Linked DNA regions of Ovis aries: all the other regions are linked to region 2. A link is a contact called in public Hi-C data. All regions are on one chromosome and are shown on one strand. The core of a region is the stretch at or near the end of the contact, and the rest is flanking DNA. Distances in the headings are between cores, read along the strand shown. Region 1 overlaps GRK5 (G protein-coupled receptor kinase 5). Region 2 holds the start of GRK5 (G protein-coupled receptor kinase 5). Region 3 overlaps GRK5 (G protein-coupled receptor kinase 5).

Region 1 (2,700 bases), core at 176-2,675, 220 kb after region 2:
GAGCCCCGACTACTGGGGTCTGGGCTGCCTCATCTACGAGATGATCGAGGGCCAGTCGCCCTTCCGCGGCCGCAAGGAGAAGGTAAAGCGGGAGGAGGTGGACCGCCGGGTGTTGGAGACGGAGGAGGTGTACTCGCACAAGTTCTCCGAGGAGGCCAAGTCCATCTGCAAAATGGTGAGCTCCCAGTGAGCCAGACATCGCCCTAGGGCCGGTGTCCAGTGCCGGCTCCCCTCCCGGCCCCTAGCCGAGAACAGCAAACAGGCAGATGGGAGCAGGGGCAGGGCATGCCAGGGTGTGGGCAATGAAGCCGCAAGGTCTGTGGACTGGGGTGTTTGACAGACGCTTCCAGGAGGGAGCCTGGGGTGGGGCAGGGTGGCTCCGTGACAAGGGAGGGGGGCTGCAGTGAGCAAGGAGAGGCACCCTTATGTCCAGCTCTGGGGGGAGGTCAGCATGGGGGAGAAAGGGGATGTCCCAGCTGGCCCCCAAGATACAAAGGCATCAGGACAGCCCCTACCCTTGACCTTGGGCCTCCTGTGCCATCCAGCTCTGGGTCCCTGGTGCTGCTCTGGGGCCAGGGGCTGCAGGCAGTGGGTGGTGATATTTTCGGCCTTCGAACATCATTTACTCATGTTTTCCACCCACTACATGGAGTGTTGGTCACACTTGCTGAGGTCCTGAGTGACAGCATCCATGGATAGAGAATTTGACCCAGCCCCCGGCAGGGCTCACTCGAGGTGTGACCTTTAGTCAGGCTGGTGGGCAGGGGCCAGACTGGGGGGCTGGAAGCCGGATAGAGGATAAGGTGGCAGGACCTCACAAGTGAAGCTGGAGAGAGTCCGCCCTTGGACTGAGGCCCTTCTCCTTGATTCCGGGGGGCCTGCTTCCTTCCCTGCCTGGCTCTCTGGCTTCCGAGTCCCACTTGTGCCCCCTAGGGCCCTCTTCCCTCTGGGTTCAGTACTGCTGTGCTGGGAGCTGCCCACTAATGCCAGCCGCCCTCTAACGCCAGCCACGCGGGGACAGAAAGGGCCTGAGTGCCCAACGCTTGGCACTTGCGAACCCCCAGGTCCCTTCCTCTGCTCTGCAACTAGAACAGCAAGACCAGGATCTGACCCTCAGGGTCTGAAATGTGGACATCAACAACCAGGCCGGGGTCCAGAGAAAGGCAGGCCTGGGAAACTGATGGAAAGTAGCGAAGGCCTGCTTCTAGAAAACCCGAGGCTGCACTGCTAGGGGCCCCGGAGCCATCTGGCCTCGCTCCCGCCCCCAGAAGGCCGCCCTCCTGGAGCTGGCCACCCGCTGCCTGACCACTTCCTCTCACCAGCCTCAGTCTGACGTCGCAGAGGCACGGAGAGAAGGAGTTGGCTTAGAGCTGCCATCTGATCACTTCCAAAGAGGAACCATAGATCTGTCATTTGCGTGTGTGAGAGGCCGTGAGGGAGGCATGGCGTGTACACAGCAAACACATGCCCGGACCACACGCCTGGGCCAGCCTGCAGCTGGGCAGCCCCCAAGGAGACAGGTAGTCACGGCAGCCAGAGCTGGGATAGAGGGACAAGAGGAGCAAGGCAGCAAGAGGCAGGGGAATGGCTGAAACCTGGGGGTCGAAAGGGGAGTTAACAATACTCGATGTTGCAACTAGGTACCTAGCCGCTGGGACCTAACTGGGTGAGGGACAGAAGGTCAGTGCATCAGCAAGTGCCCTGGGTCAGGGTCAGGAATTCAGAGAAGCCGTTCTGAGACACTCTAAGAGCAACAGGGGACCCGCTGAGAGGACAGAGAGGCACAGAGGGCCCCCTGCCCACAGTCATCGGCTCCTGGGCACTGCTGTTCCTCTGCTGCCCCCTGGGGGCCACTACAGGGAAGGCGGCAGCTGAGCCTGGAGCTCCAGGCAAACCTGGGCTCATAGGTGCAAACGTCAAAACCAAGGTCCCCTCATCTTTCTCAGCTAGAAGAACCTCTGGAGCCCTCTGGTCTTGCTCTGCTTCCTTGAAAATGACCCTGAGGTCTTGGGAGTCTGATCTTGGACTTCCATGCCCGTAACCTCAACCCATCTGGTCTGGCAGCCAGGCTCGCCCTGTCACTACCAAGGGACACCAGGCTCAGGACATAGCAGGGCCTGATCGTAAGAAGACCACGGAGGCCCTGGGCAGCTCCAGCCCCCACCTGCTGAGGAAGACTTTTCTACAAACAGCAATAAAGTTAGTCCCCAGCCCCCATTCCATCTTGGCAGCCACAAAACCCCCTCCACTGCCCCTGTGGTCCAGAAGGGGATGCGTCTTATTGTCCTGTCTCCTGGGTCCAGTCCCTAAGCCCAGACCTCAGCCCCCACCTTTATTAGGCCCCTGCTGAGTCCCAGCACTGTTCCTTCCCCACTAGCCCTGTATCCCTCTCAGTCTCACCCATCCTTCCAGCCCATCTCTAGTCATCCTCTTCCAGGAAGCCCTCTCTGCCTGCCCCATCCACCTAAACTCACAGCATCTCTCCCTCTTGCTTCTCCTGGTTTATACCTGATATAATATTTGTGAACTCTTGACCTGATGCCCAGCTTGCAAACAGGCAACATATAGTTGGGTGTTTATTTTAGCTGAACAGTGTTTTAGAAAAAAAGTGAATAGTGGGTTGTCAAGATTTTTAAATGGGGCAGTCACATAAAAACCTGGATTTTCTGGCTTCTTTTGAAAAAAGCAGAAGCCCTGGAC
Region 2 (2,700 bases), core at 46-2,545:
TTCCCCGGGGCGAGGCCTTCGGAGGCAGCAAGGAGGCGACGCTGAGCACAGATCTGGGGCCCGACGTTCTGAGCATACAGTGGAAAGGCACTAAGAGCCCCAAGATGAATAAGCCTGGACTTGGAAAACGAATGTCTAACACAGACTTGGTGCTGTTAACCTACTCATATTTCTGACCCCGGCGATTCAGTCTGCGTTTTTATTAATATCAGTTGGGTTGGAATGAAGATTCTTGATTCGCGGCCCCGTGTGGTGGAAGGCAGGTTATTAGTTGAACCGGTCCGCATCCCACGCCGGGATCCCCGGAGTCGCAGACGGGTGTCCCGGGGCGCAGAGAAACCTGGGGGTGGACCCGTCGTCCGCGTGGCCCCACCGCCGCGCTTCCATCCCGCGGCCGCCGAGGGGCGCTCAGGCTGCGCGGGTATCGATGCTGCCGCCAGCGCCGAGTCGCCGCCTACTCGCGGATCCCCCTTCGCGCCCTCGGACGAAAAACAAAGTACACCTTTGTCACCCACCGAGCGCGTGTGCGACGGCAGCACCTCGGCCGGCCGCCGCGTGCGGGGCCCGCGGGCGTGCCTGGCCGCCTTTGGGCTGCAGCCCCCTGCCCACGTGGGCTTGGCGTGCCCCGGAGGAAGCCGGGGTGCAGGCCCGGCCGGCCTGACCTCCCTTCCATCCCGAGCACGCCACGCGGGGGGCCAGAACCGCCACCAGCTCCTGCCCGGACGCAGCGCTTCGCCCCGCCCTCGCCGTGGCCCGTGCACTTCGCTTTCTGGGCATTCGGCAGGGCGGGAAGCGGGCGAGTGGGACCACCCCTCCTCCCCCGGCATGGATATGCGAGAACGGGCCCCAGGACTGGAGTTGGGCGGGGGGAGCTTCAGCTCCGCCGAGCCGCCTTTGACTCGCTCGCTGCACGCCCCACCGCCTTCCCTCCGAAGGCACGTCCCAGGGCGGTTCTCGGATTCCCGCAGCCGCGCGCCAGTCCCGGCCCCAGCCCAGCGCGCCGGGCCGAACTACAAGTCCCAGCAGGCCCCGCGCCGCGAGGGCCGGAGCGGGAGGCGTGGCTCGGCCCAGCGCCTGCGCAGTGAGGCCGCCCCAGCCTGCGAGTACCACACCCCCGGGACGGACAGAGGGGAGGCAGAAGCATCCGAAGCATTAAAGCATCCGCGGGAGCCCGAGGGGAGGAGAATGGAGTGACAGAGCAGCGCGCAGGGTGGGGGGTGGGGGGGAAACTGTTGAGGGAGGGGGGGGAGGGGGGACACAGAGGGAGGAAGAAGCGGCGGCGGCGGCTCCTCTTTGCAGAGGTGGAAACTCCGAGGGATAAGAGCAAAGAATAATGCGGTAGGCTAGGCGGGCTGCTCGCTCCCGGCTCCGGCAAGCAGCGGCAGCAGCCCAAGCAGCGGCAGCAGCAGCAGCGGCAGCACCGTCAGGCGCTGACAGCCCCGCCGGCCGGCTCCCTCGCTGACCGCCGACTGTCAATGGAGCTGGAAAACATCGTGGCCAACACGGTCTTGCTGAAAGCCAGGGAAGGTAAGAGGCAGGGCGGGTGCGTGCCTGGCGCCTTCGCCACGAGCCGGGGTATCGGGCGGGTGCGGGATGCCCGCAGTGAGTTTGGTCGGGAGCAGGGCACCTCGGAGAGTGCTCGGCAAACGCTTCACGGTTCCTGCCCTTGTGCTCGGGGAACCTGGACTTGGGCAGAGAAGGGGAAACGTCACCTCGAGGTTGCAAGGATTAGGATGCTAAAACAGATTCCCTAGTTTCCAGCTCTAACCTTACCGTGCCGTGCCTTCTCGGCAGCTGTTGAAAGGTCAGTTGGAAAGGCGTTCATTCAGGAAGAGATGGGCAAACATGCAAATCAAACAGCTTTTCCGAGTTGGCCCGGGATGGTTCTGTGAGTGAATTCGTGTGTGTGTGTGTGTGTGTGTGTGTGTGTGTGTGTGTGTTGGGGGTGGAGGGGCGCCGGCTGAGTTGATATAGGTTATTGCTGGAAACCATCCGCTGGGAATGTTTCTTAGGGAAATCCCGTCGTGTGGAAGGAAGCCTTTTAAAGGCAAAGTAAGATGTTGAGGAATTAGCCTGTTCACATAACGAGAGGATGGTTGTGCAAATCATGTAGAAAAGAATACATGATTTCAGGGGTGGTTTTTCCCCCCATTGAGGAGGGAGAGATTAAGTGGATTTTTTTGTGTTTTGGCTTAATTAAGAAAAGAAAGGTAAGTGTGCCATTGCTTAGATGTGTTTTGGATGCAAATCATTAGATTTTCTGCATTAGGTTAGCAGGAAATATCGTCTAAATGGAGTGGGTAAGAAGCTAAGTCGAGACTATAAACGCACTTTTTGACTCTTCCTTGAGATGGAGAGAGGGAAGGGGTGAGAGAGAAAGTGGCCCAGAAACTTAAGATGCTTCCTAAAATGATTCTGTGCGGGTAAGCATACATATTTAGGAACACCTGGAATTTATGTAACATTTCTTTTGCCAAGATTTGAGCTCTGGGTGCAGCCTTTTTATGAAAAGGGAAGTGGTTTTCCCTTTCATGGGAGGAGGCTTTATTTGACACCCAAGGTCGAATGCAGTCTCAGTAAGGTCTTGACTTCAGAAGAGTACAAGGCGAGCAGTCCACGAAAACGCCCTATTTACTTCTTAATATTTTTCATTCACACACTCTGATGAATGAAGGAAGACTTTGCTGGCCAGCAGTAAAA
Region 3 (2,700 bases), core at 52-2,551, 190 kb after region 2:
GGAATATTATTCAGCCATAAATAGGCATGAAGTCCTGATACCTGCTAGAGCATGAAAGAATCTTGAAAACATTAGGCTAAGTGAAAGAAGTGAAATGAAGGAGTGAAAGTCGCTCAGTCGTGTCCAACTCTTTGAGACCCCATGGACTATATGATCCATGGAATTCTCTAGGCCAGAATAGCCTTGAGTGCCTAGCCTTTCCTTTCTTCAGGGGATCTTCCCAACCCAGAGATCGAACCCAGGTCTCCTGCATTGCAGGCAGATTCTTTACCAGCTGAGCCACATGGGAAGCCCAAGTGAAAGAAATCAGACAAAAAGGGCCACATTTGTATGATTCCACTTACATGAAATGTCCAGCGTAGGCAAATTCATTGAGACAAAACTAAAGCTTACCAGAGTTTCAGGGGAAGGGATGGGGAGTTACTGCTTAATGGCTATAGAGTTTTTGTTTGGGATGATAAGAAAATTTGAGAAAAGATGGTGGTAATAGTCAACGTTATGACTGCAGTTAATGCCACTAAATGGTTAAAATGGCAATCTCTCTGCTATGTCTATTTGACCACAAGTAAAGAAAAAGAACAGAGAAAGAGTGATGATGAGATGTTACCCCAGTCTGTCTGGTTCTAGAACCTGGTTGCTTTCCTTTCCACTGTGTCGTCTTATCAGAGGTTGACCAAAGGCACCTTTCGAGCTGCTTCATGAAGGAGCTAGTTGGGGTGGGGGTGGCAGGTGGGCTGAGGGCTGTGTGGATCGGCTGGACCCTCCTGTGTGTGATCCACTTCTTGATGCCCAGCCTTTATGCTGTATCATTAGCATTTTCTCATGTCCCAGACTCTCTGCACAGCATTTTCAACAACTGTGTAATTGTCCCTCAGTTCAGTTGCTCAGTTGTGTCCAACTCTTTGCTACCCCATGAAGCGCAGCACGCCAGGCCTCCCATCACCAGCTCCTGGAGTCCACCCAAACTCATGTCCATTGAGTCAGTGACGCCTTCCAACCATCTCATCCTCTGTCGTCCCCTTCTCCTCCTGCCCCCAATCTTTCCCAGCATCAGGATCTTTTCAAATGAGTCAGCTGTTTGCATCAGGTGGCCAAAGTATTGGAGTTTCAGCTTCAACATCAATCCTTCCAGTGAACACCCAGGACTAATCTCCTTTAGGATGGACTGGTTGGATCCCTCAGATAGACATATTTATTTCTCCCTGCTAACTTCCCTGGAAAACACGCCCTCTCTGTCTTCAGCCTGACATCTCGGGGCTCCTCACAGCAGGCCAGGGCACGCCTGTCCAAGTTCCTCTTCCTTTCTTGTGACCTTCCAGGGCAGAAAATGGGAGTCTCCTTTGATGCTGGTGGAGCCGGCTCTGCCTCTGAACCCCATTCCTCTGCGTGTGTGTGTGTGTGTGTGTGTGTGTGTGTGTGTGTGCTATTTCCTTCCCAGAACTCCTCTTTAGAGAGTGGCTGGATACAGTGAAGCCAGCCTCAGGCTTCCTGAGGACAACCTCCCCACCCTCAGCACTGCCCTGGATGGGCAGACACTGGTCTCTGACCCTGGGTCTTGGGCAGAGAAATGACATCCTGGGGGTTTCAGTCAAGTTTCCCAGGATCTTGAAAGATGCCTGCCCTCCTTCACTCCCAAGCTGCCTGGAATGAAATCTTCATGGGAGAAATGTCTTCCTGGGCCAAGGTATTTGCAACACAGCTTCACACTGAAGCCGGTCTGGAGTCTGTGGACTGGAGGGTGACCTGGAAGATGGAACACTGGCTCACTGTGCCCTCTCCACTCACACGCAAGGAATGAGAGACACCCCGGGGTGTGAGCATTCTGCACCCCGGCCCCATCGGACCTGGGCCCTAACTGTGAATTACCTGCACGTGACCATCCTAACCCAGAGCGGAGTTGGCCGGATCCAAGCTCCTCGCCAGGAAAAAGCCTGCTTCTCTGGGTCCTGAGCGCCAGCCCTCAGCCTGTGTAAACACCAAGTCATCTCCCAATGCGAGCTCTGGGCCCGCAGTTCTTGACCGGGGATTATCAAGTTGACAGAGCCCGGCTGGCCTCCCGCTCCAACGTCCAGGCACATTTCGTTTTGTTAATTATCCGTTTTTGCTTTTGACGTAAAAAAGTCAAGGTCTGGGTCAGGGCCACTTGTGTGTTTTCCTTTCTTTCTCATTAAAGTTGCCCAGCTCTCAGGGCCTCTGGCTAAATTCTACCAGTGTTTAAAAATGCTCTCACTTCCTGACCTCTAAAACATCCTTCATCCTGATTTCTGCGAAGCCACTTAAAAACAGCAAAGGATGCAAGGGACAACATGCTTTACTTCCCAGTCTGCTTTTCCCTCCTTGGAGGGTGAGGGCTGTGTTTCACCACTTCGCTGACACAGAGAATGCGACCCTTTGTGACGTGGGGTGGCCAGGTCAGCGGGGGCACCCTCTGAAAGGGCTGGGACCCCATGCAGGGCATACTTGTTCAGAGGACTTCCTGACCCAGTAGCCCTTCACCAGTGGATGGTCTCTGTGAGCCTGCTCTTTGCCATCTTAAATTTGTCCAGAAAAGTGCTGGTTTGGCCATGGGGTTAGGGTTGTGTGTGTGCTAAGTCACTTCAGTCGTGTTCAACTCTTTGCGACGCTATGGACTGTAGCCCGCCAGGCAAGAATACTGGAGTGGATTGCCATGCCCTTCTCCAGGGGATCTGCCTGACCCAG

The links. Hi-C and Micro-C count contacts between places; a contact is called where the count stands out from the background.
Region 1: a contact with region 2 is called in a Hi-C map of hypothalamus, with 5 times the contacts expected there. The contact joins the enhancer-like site here to the promoter of GRK5 in region 2. A contact is called at or near these places in 6 of 16 Hi-C or Micro-C datasets (blood, hypothalamus, mesenteric adipose tissue and 2 more).
Region 3: a Hi-C map of liver shows a contact between it and region 2, with 3 times the contacts expected there. The contact joins the enhancer-like site here to the promoter of GRK5 in region 2. A contact is called at or near these places in 12 of 16 Hi-C or Micro-C datasets (blood, hypothalamus, liver and 6 more).

Annotation. Positions count from the first base shown.
Region 1 is chr22:39,107,651-39,110,350 of ARS-UI_Ramb_v3.0, forward strand. It overlaps GRK5 (G protein-coupled receptor kinase 5), which reads left to right. Exons shown (of 15, transcript XM_060404750.1): 11 at 1-175. Among named protein-coding and RNA genes, the nearest start is that of TRNAY-GUA, 22 kb to the left of the region's middle. Within about 2 kb of position 1,426, at least 7 of the 54 cell types and tissues checked have an H3K27ac peak or open chromatin away from gene starts, as enhancers often do. A contact at or near this core is called in hypothalamus, where this site is marked.
Region 2 is chr22:38,887,865-38,890,564 of ARS-UI_Ramb_v3.0, forward strand. GRK5 (G protein-coupled receptor kinase 5) reads left to right here and starts at 1,296. Exons shown (of 15, transcript XM_060404750.1): 1 at 1,296-1,527. The coding sequence starts at 1,476.
Region 3 is chr22:39,076,875-39,079,574 of ARS-UI_Ramb_v3.0, forward strand. The region is part of intron 4 of GRK5 (G protein-coupled receptor kinase 5); the gene reads left to right. Among named protein-coding and RNA genes, the nearest start is that of TRNAY-GUA, 9.0 kb to the right of the region's middle. Within about 2 kb of position 1,302, at least 6 of the 54 cell types and tissues checked have an H3K27ac peak or open chromatin away from gene starts, as enhancers often do. A contact at or near this core is called in liver, where this site is marked.